2 separate regions of the Mus musculus genome follow, and region 1 is linked to region 2. Evidence: chromatin contacts called from public Micro-C data. All regions are on one chromosome and are shown on one strand. Each heading gives the region's core, a stretch centred on a gene start, on an enhancer-like site or on the middle of the called end of the contact. The rest is flanking DNA. Distances are from core to core; before and after follow the strand shown.

Region 1 (6,779 bases), core at 3,475-5,974, 280 kb after region 2:
GTTTCTTTAGTGCTTAAAATCCTCTCACTGGCTGCTTCCTCCTAACTCAGCAACCGTAGTGGGCTACTGAGCTATAGTTATGCCATCTCATGAACGTATTCCTGAGAGCCCTTCTAGTGCTAAAACTATCTAGGGTAAGACTGGTCTCTGGACCAGCCATATACTCCTATACAATATGAGCCTGAGCTAAAGGTTCACTGTCTGGCTGGTTAACTGTTACCTCTCCGCTTCTGTAGTCAACGCTTGCTTTCTGTATAGTCACAATTATCTTAATTGTGTGTGTGTAAGGGGTGGGGTCCCCTTAACAACTGAAACCAACTGGAGGCTGGGGCTGTTTCCTACTTATCAGTTTGGGACAGTCCTGCCACGTGGTTAATAAGGACTCCAGCTCTCGAGAGTTCTTCTCCTTAGGTGCCCTATAACAGCACAAACTTAGCATCCCGACAAGAGCGGCCTTTCCCGGCCCTTGCATCTCACTCCTGCTCTTCCATCTGTCTTGCATGTGCCTCGCCTTATTTATTCCCCTGTAAGTCCAGGCTTGAGCTGTGGGCTCCAAGAAGCCTGTCCTGCACCCCTCCCTCAACTGTGTGTCTCTGGGTCAAACTATCCACTTTTAGATGTTCATTTTAAAATATGGAGTAAAGGCGACTGCAGGCACCCTTCAAGGTTGATTCACACTCCAAGGGCTGCCATGTGCTTCCCTATCTTAGCTCATGGAACAGCAACTGTGCTTAGGTTTTTTAAAAGCTTACCTTTCTTAATCAGACTGCAGTTTCCTCAAAATTAGAAGCAAACTCTAATTTTGGTTTCACAAATTAGGTCAAATTAATTTTGGTCTTAAAAATGACTGCCCTAGTCATACAGACTGCTAGAGTAACTTGTTTAGTGAGTGATTATATGGATGTGGGATGGATTTTGCTGAGAAACAAGGGAACATATCCCCAGTTTTCAACTCCAGACACCAACATCCTAGTACTTGGGAGGTGGTGGCAACAAAACCAAGAATAGGGAATTCAAGGCCATTCTTGGCTTCAAAGAAGGTTTGAGCCCAGCCTGGGCTACATGAGACTGAGTCTTCAAACAAGCAACAAAGTAAATGATAATTAATTAATCCTAGGCACTCAAATAGAAATTAGAAACCACAGACTACCAATGGCTACCAGCTCTTCCTCCCTCTCCCTCATTTCCTCCTCCTCTTCCTCCTCTTCTTTTTCCTCCTCCTTACAGGTCCCTCATAGACAGCACTGGGACCTGAGAAACTTTCTAACATTCAACTCACCTGGAGCACTTCTCCCAGGTCCCCAGTGGCCACACCACCTGTCACAGCAAAGCTTTCTCAAAGTCTTCCTCAATGGCTTTTTCCTCATCTCTGAAAACCCCCTTCTCGCTTGGTCCTGTCCTCAGTCTCTTCCCATGACCCTCAGCTATGGATGCGCAAGACATCTCAGGCCCAGAAGCCCCTCTCCTGTCCTCACAGCACTGGGGTGGATCCCCCTTGACTGACAGAGAAGAAACTGATCTTTCTTCTGGGCTTCGCTGGCCCCAGAGCTATGTGGGTGGCAAGGTGCTGTCAGGACTCTGTGCATGAATGTTTCCTTGTAATCCAAGATCCCCCGACTGTCATCATGTCACCTGCTGGAGTTGAGGGAAAGAGATTAGCTGGTTCTCACGGTTCCCTGACAAGCTTGGGGCCTCTCGATCTAAAAATAAACACATGCACACGATTGCAAACACACACCTATGTAAACACACACTCAAACACATTCACGCATGCACGTACACAACATCAAACTATTTTGCCTCTCTTTTTGCCTCCCTACAGCAAAGAATCTTTGGGTTAGTTTTATATATTTATATTTGTTTTATATTCGTCCTTCTATTCCTCCCCTCTGGTATAATTTAGTTCTCCCCAGTCTTTTAATTTCATTTTTATTTTTTCCCCTCTGTCTTTTTAAATGTCCCCGGGTAAGGAAAACGATGAAGTTATGTTGGCAGTGACTCAAGCTTACGGCTTTAAGGAATCTAAAATGTAGTTTTTAAAGTACCTTTGGTTTACCAGCAGGGATAACAACCAAGCTGCCCTCCAGCTATGAACCATGCAGTCAATATGAACCATGCAGTATTGCAGCAGTGAGGGCCACATGGTCTTCCTGTCTTCCCTCTGCTAGGTGGGACCATGTGAGTGAAGCACATGATAGCTGATTCCTAAGCACCCACTGAAATGCGCACAGCTCGTGTCTATGCCCAGCACTGGGGAAGCAGACACAGGGGAACCCCCAGAGCCGGAAGGCTTCGGGTTCAATGAGAGAACCTGACTCAAAAGCCAAAGGGGGGAACGACCGAGGAAGATACTTGGTGTCAAGCGTGGGCACCATGGCTGTGTACGTGCAAAGGTGTGTGTGCACACGAGTGTTCCACGCCATCCAAAGCCATCTCTCTTTATCCCAGCCATGTGTGACAGCTGCGAAGTAGTCCGTCCCCAGCAGGTTCATGGCCTACAAGCCCATTTCCAACACACTGGCACTGAGAAGTGGGTGGTGGGGCAATTTAAGAGGCAGAGCGTACTGGAGGGCAATTGGGTTTTAAAAGTACCATTTTCTCGAGGGTTAATACTTGCCAGAGAGAATATGTTACAATAATACGAATCTGGGAGCCCGAAGTGTTGATGCACTGCCTTGATCGCAGCACTCAGGAGGCAAGGCAGGCAGAGCTCTGTGAACTAAGGCCAGCCTGGCTTATCAGTCCAGTTCCAAGCTATCTCTCACTAAGTAGTCAGGGACAATCTTGAACTTCTGTTCTTCCTGCTTCCTTACCACAGCACCTGGTTTATTTAGTGCTGGGGACTGAACACTGATTTTCATACGTGCTAGGTGGGCACTCTCGACCACCTGAGCTGCATCTCCAACCCTGAAAACTATAACCCCACATAAAGTATTTTGTCATAGAAATGCAAATGGATTAGACACCATGTCGCGCATCCCCCTTTCAAGTGACTTGGACACCGTGGCAGAGCTACAGGACTCTGCAGGATGCCACTCAGATGCCCCAGGAGAAACAAGATCTGCTCATCAGCTGCTATGATCCCCCAGCTGTCAGCACTCTGGACTGACGGGCACTGTCAGCTCTGAGGTCTCGTACCCTCTCTGGGGCAGCCCTGGACCAACGGATAGTGGTGACCAAGGAACTACAAAAGCAGACTCCCCTCCCTCCATTTAAAAGGACCGGCTCAACCCCCATCTCCACGGGCACAGTGAGGTCGTTACTGAGAGCGAACCATACGTGACTTCTTACGTGAGTGTCCCTTGCATTTCTCTGCCTCCCTTCCTGTCCTTCCGGGGGCTGCTCCCACAGCCGCGCCCTGGTGAGCTTACCCCACCTGAAATTTATCTCAGAGTGTGCCTCTCTCAACAATACCACCTTGCCCACCTGCCTCACCTGAGCACTGACACCACACCTTCCCGTCAAAAACACGCGGAGACACACTGGGATGAGAGCTTTAAACCCGAGACTGCAGAGATCTAGAACTCACACAGTAGATACATGCACATGTACACAAACAATTAAAAAAAACTATTTTATAGAGGGTAAACAAGGCCATAAGTACTTTGTAAGCCCCTCTGAGAAAAAAAAACAGCTTTAAAATGGTTCTAAATAAATATTTCTACCTTGCTTGCGACCAAACAAAAACAATTACTAAATACATAAGAAAGAGTCACAAGTCAAGAAGCCAGCAATAGCACATGCCTTTAATCTCAGCACTCAAGAGGAAGAGGCAGGTGGATCTCTGTGAGTCTGAGGGCAGCCTAATCTACATAGGGAGTTCTAGGACAACCAGGGCTACATAGAGAGACTGTATATCCAATAAAAACCAACCAACCAAACAAACAAACAAAAATAACCCACTAAGAATCTATTACCCATCTCTGCTGGTAACTGATATTTTTTTAAGATTAATTTATTTATTTTACGAGTATGAGCACACTGTAGCTGTCTTCAGACACACCAGAAGAGGGTATTGGATCTCATTACAGATAGTTGTGAGCCACCATGTGGTTGCTGGGAATTGAACTCAGGCCCTCTAGAAGAGCAGTCAGTGCTCTTTACCGCTGAGCCATCTCTCCAGTCCAACTAATATTATTTTAATTATGAACATCTATTTTAAAATGTTTTGACATTAATGTATATATTGTGTGTGTTTATGTATGTGTGGGTAAAAATGCATGTGGCGATCAGAGGACAACTTGCTGGAGCCGGTTCTTGCTTCCACTAAGTGTGTTTCAGGGATCGTGCACAGGATGGCAGGCTTGTGGCGAGTGTCCTTCCTCACTGAGCCTGTAATCAGCTATTTCCAATGCTCACCACGGTGTAGTGCTAAGAGGTTTACTTAGATTATCTCCCTGATAATCTTAGGTTCGAAGCGTAGGAACATAAGCCCAAAGCTGCAGAGCCAGGACTCAGTGTCAGGCAAGAGGCTCTGAAGCCTCAGTGATTGTGTATGTGCTAGCTTGCTGCACCACCCCTAATGTCTCCCATACTGCTCTGTAATCCACTGGACAGCCTGTAAGAGAGGAGGGAAGGTGACTCGGAAACCCACCCCTTCCCCTCTCACCCCTCTCACCTCTGAGGTCGGCTCGCACAGTGCCCTGACTCCTAGGTGCACACAGCTGAGTTGAAGGACAGTAAGCAAGCAGCAGCTGGACTTGGCCAAAAGCCATCCGTGCTATTGCAATCAAAGGGTTCTGCTGCCCCCTTGTGGCCCAGGCCGACTGCTACTCCGCGATGCTCCAGTACAGAGCTGAATACCATATAAAGGCACTTGGCCACCAGACACTAATCAGTAGGAGGTCACTCTGATTGGCTCAAAGTGGAACAGATTTAATAACTCAAAAATGTGATTTTGTCACTCCTCTGTGCCAAATACTGCTCATAATAAGAAAGCTCATAATAATGACACGTTAGAGCCCAGAGGAAAATGTTTCAAAACTATTTTATAATAAAAGGAATGGAATAACAAGTTGCACTGACTTTGAATGATGACAAACACTTTAGAGCATTGCCAGACCCATGCAAAACTCCTGACACTTTTGTCTTGCATCTGAAGATACATTCTAGAAACCTTTTCCTACCAGTACATAGAGGCCCTCTAGCTCCAGCCTCAGACTCACTAAATGGGAACCTAATTCATTAATTTGTTCCCTGCTGATAAACACCTAAATAGCTGCCAAACACTTGCTACTAAAAAACAAAGAAACAATGTCAGGTTAGAGAGATGGCTCAGCCTCTAAGAGTACTCACTGTTCTTACTGAGGACCCAGGGAATCTTCTAGCCTCTTCTGGTCTTGGGGCACCAGGCACACACATGGTACACAGACACACGTGCAGGCAAGACACCCACACACAAAAGAGAAAAGGAAAAATGACAGTGCAAGCAAACACACAGAAAATCCTGCAGTGGGTAACTCTGCAGGAACGCTGTGGATGAACTCTTGGGAGTGGGAATAGTGGGTCACACAGCATGGTGAGAGCATGTATGCACACAGAAACACATAGAGAGACACACACACATATACACACACAGACACATACACAAACACAAACAGAGGCACATGCATATACATACACACATACACACACACACATAGATGCATACACACACAGACACACACATGCTCTTTGGCACCCTCTCTTCCTCCAGCCCGACTCTCCCCAGCACTCTCTCACACCTTCTTCAGTCTCACAGACTCCCTCCCCCCCTCCCTCTCCCTCTCTCTGTCTCTCTTCCCAGCACTCTCTCTCACCTTCTCCAGTCTCACAGACACACATTCTCTCTCTCTCTCTCTCTCTCTCCCTCTCTCTCTAGCACTCTCTCTTACTTTATTCAGTCTCACATCTCCCAGCTTTCTTCCTGGAAGGCAACCAAAGTTATTATTTCTAGATTTCGTGCTCACAGTTATTTTATACACACGTATGCAAATCTAGATGTGATCTAGGCTTATGTATAGATAAACATGAACATATGTACAATTTCCCACCCTCTTCTGAATAAATGAAGACATTTATACCCAAAATAGAACAGTGTTAACGGGACTCTGTAGACAGCTACCTTCAAGATCATGCTGCGGCTTCAAACATTTTTCAACTTATATTTGGGCCTTTTGCCAGCCCACTGCTGGGGACTCACTGGGGACGACTAGACTAGAAATACTGGTTTCCACCAAAGCCTTCTGGATCTGAGGTTCTCACCAAGTTCACTGGGCCAGAGATGGGGGTGTGGGTGTTGGAGAGATGGCCCAGTGGTTAAGAACGCAAGCTGCTCTTCTAGAGGGCTCAGGTTCACACACACACAAACACACACACACATACACACACACACACACACACACACACACACACAGCAGCTTACGACCACCTATAACTCCAGTTCCAGGAGATTCAACGCCTCTTCTGGTCCCCTGGGGCACCAGGAATCTAACAGCACACAGATTACATAAAAGCAAAACCGCCACTTCTATAAAATCAAATAAAATTTAGGAATAATAAAAAATAAAGTTGTCTTTTTCATAATGAATTTTTTAAAGATGTGTGTGTATACTCTATTTGAATGTACACCTGTGTGCCAGAAGAGGGCATCAAATCCCATTCATTATAGATGGTTGTGGTTGCTGGGAACTGAACTCAGGACCTCTGGAAGAACAGCCAGTGCTCTTACCCGCTGAGCCATCTCTCCAGCCGTCATACTGACGTTTAAGAATTGTGCTTTCACATTTCCCATCTTTATA
Region 2 (6,255 bases), core at 3,684-6,183:
AGGAATGTAAATGAAGACTAGTCTAGGATACCACACACATGCACTCCATTAGACACAACCCTGACTATCCTGGAACTGTGTAGACCAGGCTGGCCTCAAACTCAGGGAGATTCTTCTGTCTGTGCTGAGACTAAAGGCTGGCTTTTTATTTTATTTTATTTTATTTTATTTTATTTTATTTTATTTTATTTTTATGTTGGTTCTGGGGATGGAACTGAGGTTATCAGCCTTGTGTAGCAAGCACCTTCGCCGCTGAGCCATCTTGATGGCTTCTGAACGTCTTTTAACTAAAGTTTACTTAAGACTTTCCACACTTGTTATATGTAATTGCTTAATTAACAATACTTTTGATTAGGTTTGTAGCTCTTTCTGTTTAGCCTACTATGCCTTCCTCAGTTTTCAGCTGACTTTCCTCATTCTTTTTTTTTCCCCCTCTCTGTCCTTTGAGGCAGGATTTCTCTGTGTAGCAGAGGCACTCCCTCAGTAGACCAGGCTGGCCTTGAATTCAGAGAACCCCCTGCCTCTGCCTCCTACATGCTGCGGTTTGAGGCACGAGCCACCACCTCCTGGCTCATTCTGTTTGTTTGTCTGTCTGTTTGTTTGAGACAAGGTTTCCCTATGTAACCCTAGCTAGCCTGGAACCCTTTATGTAGATTAGGCTGGCCTTGAACTCACATGATCCACCTGCCTCTGCCTCTTGAGTTCTAGAATTGAAGGTATACACCCCCAGGCCCAGCCTCTCATTCTTTTCCTTGTCGGACTTGTGGGGCAGTTGGGGATCTCCGTTCATCTTGTCACCTTCCACCTTTTCCCATCCCGCTCTGTGCCTCCCAGTACAGCGCCCATCAACCTCTCTTTCTAACAGCAGCCTGTGTGGGGTTGGCTTCACTTCCTTGTCAGGACTACCCAACATAAATCCAAACCCAGTCGGGATAACTAAAATACTAACCCAAGAACCTCTGAGACGTGTGCCCACCCCGCTGCAGCCAGCAGCAAGCCACGTGTATGGAACGTTCATTAACTACAGGTCTGCCCCCTTAGAGCCTTTGCCTTTTTGGTCTACTAAGCAAACTCATTCCTCCTGCGTCTGTGACAAAAGAAAATGTCAAATAAAATACCAGAGCATGTTTCACTTTTGGTGTGTCTGTTTTCTGTCACAGCACTGGGGTCAAATCAGGGCCTTGCATGAGAGAGGCAAGAACTCTACCCCTGAGCCCCAAGCCCAGGTCCACAGGAGTAGATGGTAAACTGCCAGGTGGTAGCAGCACTCAGGAGGCAGAAGCAGGTGGATCACTTGAGTTCAAGGCCAGCCTGGTCTACAGAGCAAGTTCCAGGGCAGCCAGGGCTACACAGAGAAACCCTGTCTCAAAAAAAACTATAATAAAACAAACAAAAAGGAAGGTATAATCTTAGCACCTGTGAGGCAGGGCAGGAGTATGAGTTACAGGCCAGGACTCTTAAAAAAAATGATGATGATGATGACAGCGACAACAAATGCAAATGAGGGCCAATGTAATGGCTCAGCAGATAAAGATGCTTGCTGCAAAACCCAATCCCAGGCACTTGAATTCGAACCCTGGAATTCACATGAAAGGAGAGAACTGGCTCCCCTAAATTGTATTCTGATCTGGACACACACACACACACACACACACACACACACACACACAAGTAAATAGATAAACTGGAGAGATGGTTTCATTCTGAGCATTCACGAGGTAGAAGCAGAAAGATCTCTGTGAGTCTGAGGCCAGCCTGATCTATATAGGATGTTTCAGGACAGCCATAGCTACATAATGAGGCCCTGTATATAGATAAATAGGTATAATATTGTAACTAATAATGAAAGAGAATGAGGGTCAGCAAGGTGGCTCAGTGGGCAGAGACACTTCTGCAGAGCCCGACAATCTGAGTTCAATACAGAACCCACATAGAAGAGAATCTGCTCCTACAAGTTGGTCTCTGACCTCCCTGAGTGACCCTTACACAAAAATAAATAGAATTTTAATTAAAAAGCATGTAATTATTTTATTGCTGTATTTGACCTTGGGTTAAATCCCAGCAAGCCAGAACTCATACTCTGTCCCAATGTTTCATTTTGTTATTTCAGTGTGCATGTACACGTGCGTGCGTGCGTGTGTGTGATGTACAGATCAGAGAATAACTTGTGGAGGTCAGTTCTCTCCTCCTGCCGCGTGAGTCCCTGGAGTCACACTCTGACAGTCAGGCTGATGACAGGCACCCTCACGTGATGAGCTGCCTTCATGCCCTTGGTTTGTTTTTATAAATTATGTGTATAAATTGTTATTTTAAAAAACAGGTCTCGCCGTATATGTGGCAGAGGACGGCCTTGTTGGACACCAGTGGGAGGAGCGGCCCTTGGGCATGAGGGTGTGCAATGCCTCAGTGTAGGGGAATACCAGGGTGGGAAGACCGGAGTGGGTGGGTGGGGGGAGCACCCTCAGAGAGGCAGAGGGAAAGGGGAAGGGATAAGGGGTTTCTGAAGGTAAGACCTGAAAAGGGGAAAACATTTGAAATGTAAATAAAGAAAATATCCAATTTTTAAAAATATCAAGGTGCTGGAAAGGTGGCTCAGTGGTTAAGAGCACTGACTGCTCTGCCAGAGGTCCTGAGTTCAATTCCCAGCAAAGACATGGTGGCTCACAACCATCTGTAATGGGCTCTGATGCCCTCTTCTGGTGTGTCTGACGACAGCTACAATACTCATATACATAATGTAAATAATTCTTTTTTAAAAATCAAGCTAAAAAAACAAAAAAACAGGATCTCTCTAATACAGATAATGTTGGCCTCAGATTCAGAAACCCTCCTGCCTCTGCCTCCTGAGTGCTGCGATTAAAGATAAGATGCCCATCCCTACCTACTCTCCAACTGCTTTCCTCTTCATCAGTTTTACTTTATAACTTTTGGGGCTATCTAGCCATATACATATAATATATATATATACACCATTGCACTTATGGACTAATCATATATATGATTCTATAAAATTTTGGCTTAATGTTTTGATTTTTTGATGTTTATTTTATGTATGCAGTGTTTTGCCCGCACAGGTATCTATGTACCACATGTGTGCAGTGCTTATGAAGACTAGGAGTTCGCGCTCCTGGAACTGGAGTTACAGACAGTTCCTAGCCACCACGTGGGTGCTGAGAATCAAACTCAGGTCCTCTGGAAGAGCAGTCAGTGCTCTTAACCACTGAGCTCCAGCCCCCCGGGTTAAAATTTTTTAGAGGAAAATGTGTTGTCCTAATGAGCTTTAACTGTCAATTTGGCACAGCCTAGAGTCATCCAAGAGGAAACCCTTGGTTTAAGGATTATCTAGATCAGATTGGCTGGTTGGGGTTAAATTGATATTAATTGATGCAATAGGGCCTGGCCCACTGTGGGTGGCACCGTTCCTAAGCAGGTGGTACTAGGATGCATAGGAGAGCTAGCCCACGAGCTTGAGAGTGGCTGGACCTGCAAATAGCATCCCCCTGGCCTTTGCTTTGAGTTCCCTCTATAATTTCTGTCCCAACTTCCCTCTATGGTGGACTGTGATGGGACATGTAAGCCAAATAAATGCTTTCCTCTTCTAAGCTGCTTTCAGCCAGAGTGTTTTCATCTCAGCAACAGAAAGGAAACCAGGACAATGGTATTTCCATGAGGACACTGCAGTGTCAAGTGAACATCGGAAAAAGACAGGGCTGTCCCTAAAGACATCAGTCAGCATAATTGGCAGCTGTCACTGACATTACTCTGAATAATTGCCAACTGTTCGAGGTTTTTGGTTTTCTAAAAAAAATTTTTATTAGGGCATAATTTAAATGCAATTAAACATACAAGTCAGTCCTGCCGTCACCCGGATCCAGATAGGAACAATCCCAGCATTCTAGCAGGCTCTCTCCTGTGCCTGGTAGTGCCACTTTTTAGTGTCTTCACTTCTTTCTTTCATTTATTTATTTATTTAGTTAGTTAGTTAGTTATTTTGAGACAAGGTTTCTCCCTGGTTATCCCTGGCTATCCTGGAACTCACTCTGTAGACCAGGCTGGCCTTGAACTCAGAGATTTGAGTTCTGGGAGTTCTGAGAACTCTGCCTCCCAAGTGCTGGGATTAAAGGCGGGATCTTTCCATTCAAAGTACAGAGTATGTAGAAACAAAAGATAGCATTTCTCTCTTATCTTTTCGTTTGTAGCTTTCATGGTTTTGAGATAGGATATCCAGTGACCAGGGCTGCCTCGGACCTTAAGTAACAGAGGACGGCCTTGAATTCTTGATCCCCCCCTGCTGTGACTCGGGTGGGCTGAGTGTGCATATTTGCCACCATGCCTGGTTTTATGCAGGGCTTTGTGCGTGCTAAGTGTGATGGCCAGTCTTGTTTCTCAATGTGGCACAAGGGGGAAGAGGGACCCTCCTTTGAGGAATTGCCTCTATCAGATTGTCTTGTGGACATGTCTGTGGGGCATTTTCTTGATTGCTAGTTATGCAAGAGGGCCCAGTCCACTATGGGCAGTGCTATCCCTAGACAGGTGGGCCTGGTCTGTGTAAGGGAGGTAGTTGTGCTGCGGTGGTGACCCACATGCTTAATCCAGTACTTGGGGGCAGAGGCAGGATCTCTGTGGGTTTGAGGCCAGCTTGATCTATACAGAAAGTTCCAGGCCAGCTAGGGGTACATAGTGACACCTGTCTTAACCGCCACATCCAACTGCCTGGGAATGGGAGTTGGGTATCTAACCATGCCAGAGGAAGAAGGCCAGAATGCAGTGGCCTTCAAGGTTTTACTCAGCCCCCTGCTTCCGGGTTCCAGCTTTGAAATCCCTTCTTCCCCCAAGCTGTTTATCTCAGGAACAGAAAACCAAGCTAGAATACTAGATAAGCACTCTTCCCACAGAGCCCCACCCAGCCCCACCCGTTCTGTTTCAGAGCCAAAGCCTCAGAGTATACTTGACCTTGGGAGACTGCCAACCTGAGCTAGGCTGCCTGTTCACAGGCACGAGGCCCTCCGTTCCATCTCTAGTACCACAGATATAATTTAATTAAAAATTTGAAAGAGGACTGGAGAGATGGCTTGGGGGTTATACACACTAAATGTTCTTCCAGAGGCTCCAAGTTTCATTCCCAGCACCTCCATAGTGGCTAAGAACCATCTGTAGTTTCAGTTCCAAGGAATATGACTCCCTCTTCTGGTCTCTGAGGGCACCAGGTATGCAAGTGGTGTACAGACATACGTGCAGGCAAAATTCTAATACACATAAAAGAATGAATGAATGAATGCAAGGGGCATTGAGATGACTCATCTGGCAAAGGTGCCTGTCTCCAAGCCTGGTGACTTGAGTTTGCTCCCAGGGAGTTCCAAGGTGGAAAGAAAGAAATGATTCCTGCAAATTGTCCTCTGACCTACACACAAAATACATAAATAAGCAAGGAAACAAACAGACAATAAATGTTTTTTAAAAACCTGCCCACTCTATCGCTGACAGGCACTTGAGTTGTTCCAGAGCTGTCTGGGTGGAGCAGGGCTGCTCTGAAACTTTTCCCTGCCTTCTGATGAGATACACCTGGGACAACGTGTCTGTTATCCATGGAGACATGTTTGGCTTAGAGTGACAGATGCCTTGTGTAAATATTTTTGCCATCTCACATGGAGTTTCTTGCAGCTCCAGCTGGGTGGTGGGTTCTGCTCCAGGGTCCCCTCTGAATCTGACTCTGATTCTATCAGTTCTTATACGAATCCTTTGGGGAATGAAGCAATTTCGTGTTTGCGTATTGGTCAGGAATTGCTTGATCCAAAGTTCTCTTTTTTTTTCCTTATTGAAAATTTTTTTTATTTGTGTGACACAACCTCATATACCCCAGGCTAGCCTCAAATTCACAATGTAGCCCAGGATGACTCTGAAGTCCTGATCCTCTCGCCTCTACCTCCCAGTGCTGAAATTACAGAACCTCACATGCCTGCCCTGGTCCTGGAATTCTTGAGAGAAATCATGGCAAGGATAGAGTCAACTCACACACGAGGATGGTGGAGAAAGAAAGAAAAAGAGAATTTGTAAGGGGCTGGAAACAGAATGTTCTCATTTTTAAATTTGGAGGTTTGTGCATATATAGATAGACGTATTCTATAAAATAAGATATGTCTGACATAAATAGTTAGGCTTGACAAAAAAAATAAGATTTTTTTTCAACTTCTGTTTTACATTAGAATTCTAAAAATAGTGAATAAAAAATTTGAGTCGGGGTGCTGGACTCAGTAG

What was found. Hi-C and Micro-C count contacts between places; a contact is called where the count stands out from the background.
Region 1: a Micro-C map of the G1E-ER4 cell line shows a contact between it and region 2, with 7 times the contacts expected there. The contact joins two enhancer-like sites. A contact is called at or near these places in 4 of 15 datasets of contacts at CTCF or cohesin (the G1E-ER4 cell line, large pre-B cells, pro-B cells and 1 more), 24 of 484 Hi-C or Micro-C datasets (the BV-2 cell line, the C10 cell line, the G1E-ER4 cell line and 13 more), 6 of 115 datasets of contacts at active chromatin or transcription factors (the HPC-7 cell line, T-cell acute lymphoblastic leukemia, embryonic stem cells and 1 more) and 1 of 9 other capture datasets (embryonic stem cells).

What each region holds. Positions count from the first base shown.
Region 1 is chr4:118,079,052-118,085,830 of GRCm38.p6, forward strand. The region is part of intron 2 of St3gal3 (ST3 beta-galactoside alpha-2,3-sialyltransferase 3); the gene reads right to left. Among named protein-coding and RNA genes, the nearest start is that of St3gal3, 53 kb to the right of the region's middle. Within about 2 kb of position 4,725, at least 47 of the 459 cell types and tissues checked have an H3K27ac peak or open chromatin away from gene starts, as enhancers often do. A contact at or near this core is called in the G1E-ER4 cell line, where this site is marked.
Region 2 is chr4:117,802,313-117,808,567 of GRCm38.p6, forward strand. No RefSeq gene overlaps it. Among named protein-coding and RNA genes, the nearest start is that of Gm40232, 18 kb to the left of the region's middle. Within about 2 kb of position 4,934, at least 19 of the 459 cell types and tissues checked have an H3K27ac peak or open chromatin away from gene starts, as enhancers often do. A contact at or near this core is called in the G1E-ER4 cell line, where this site is marked.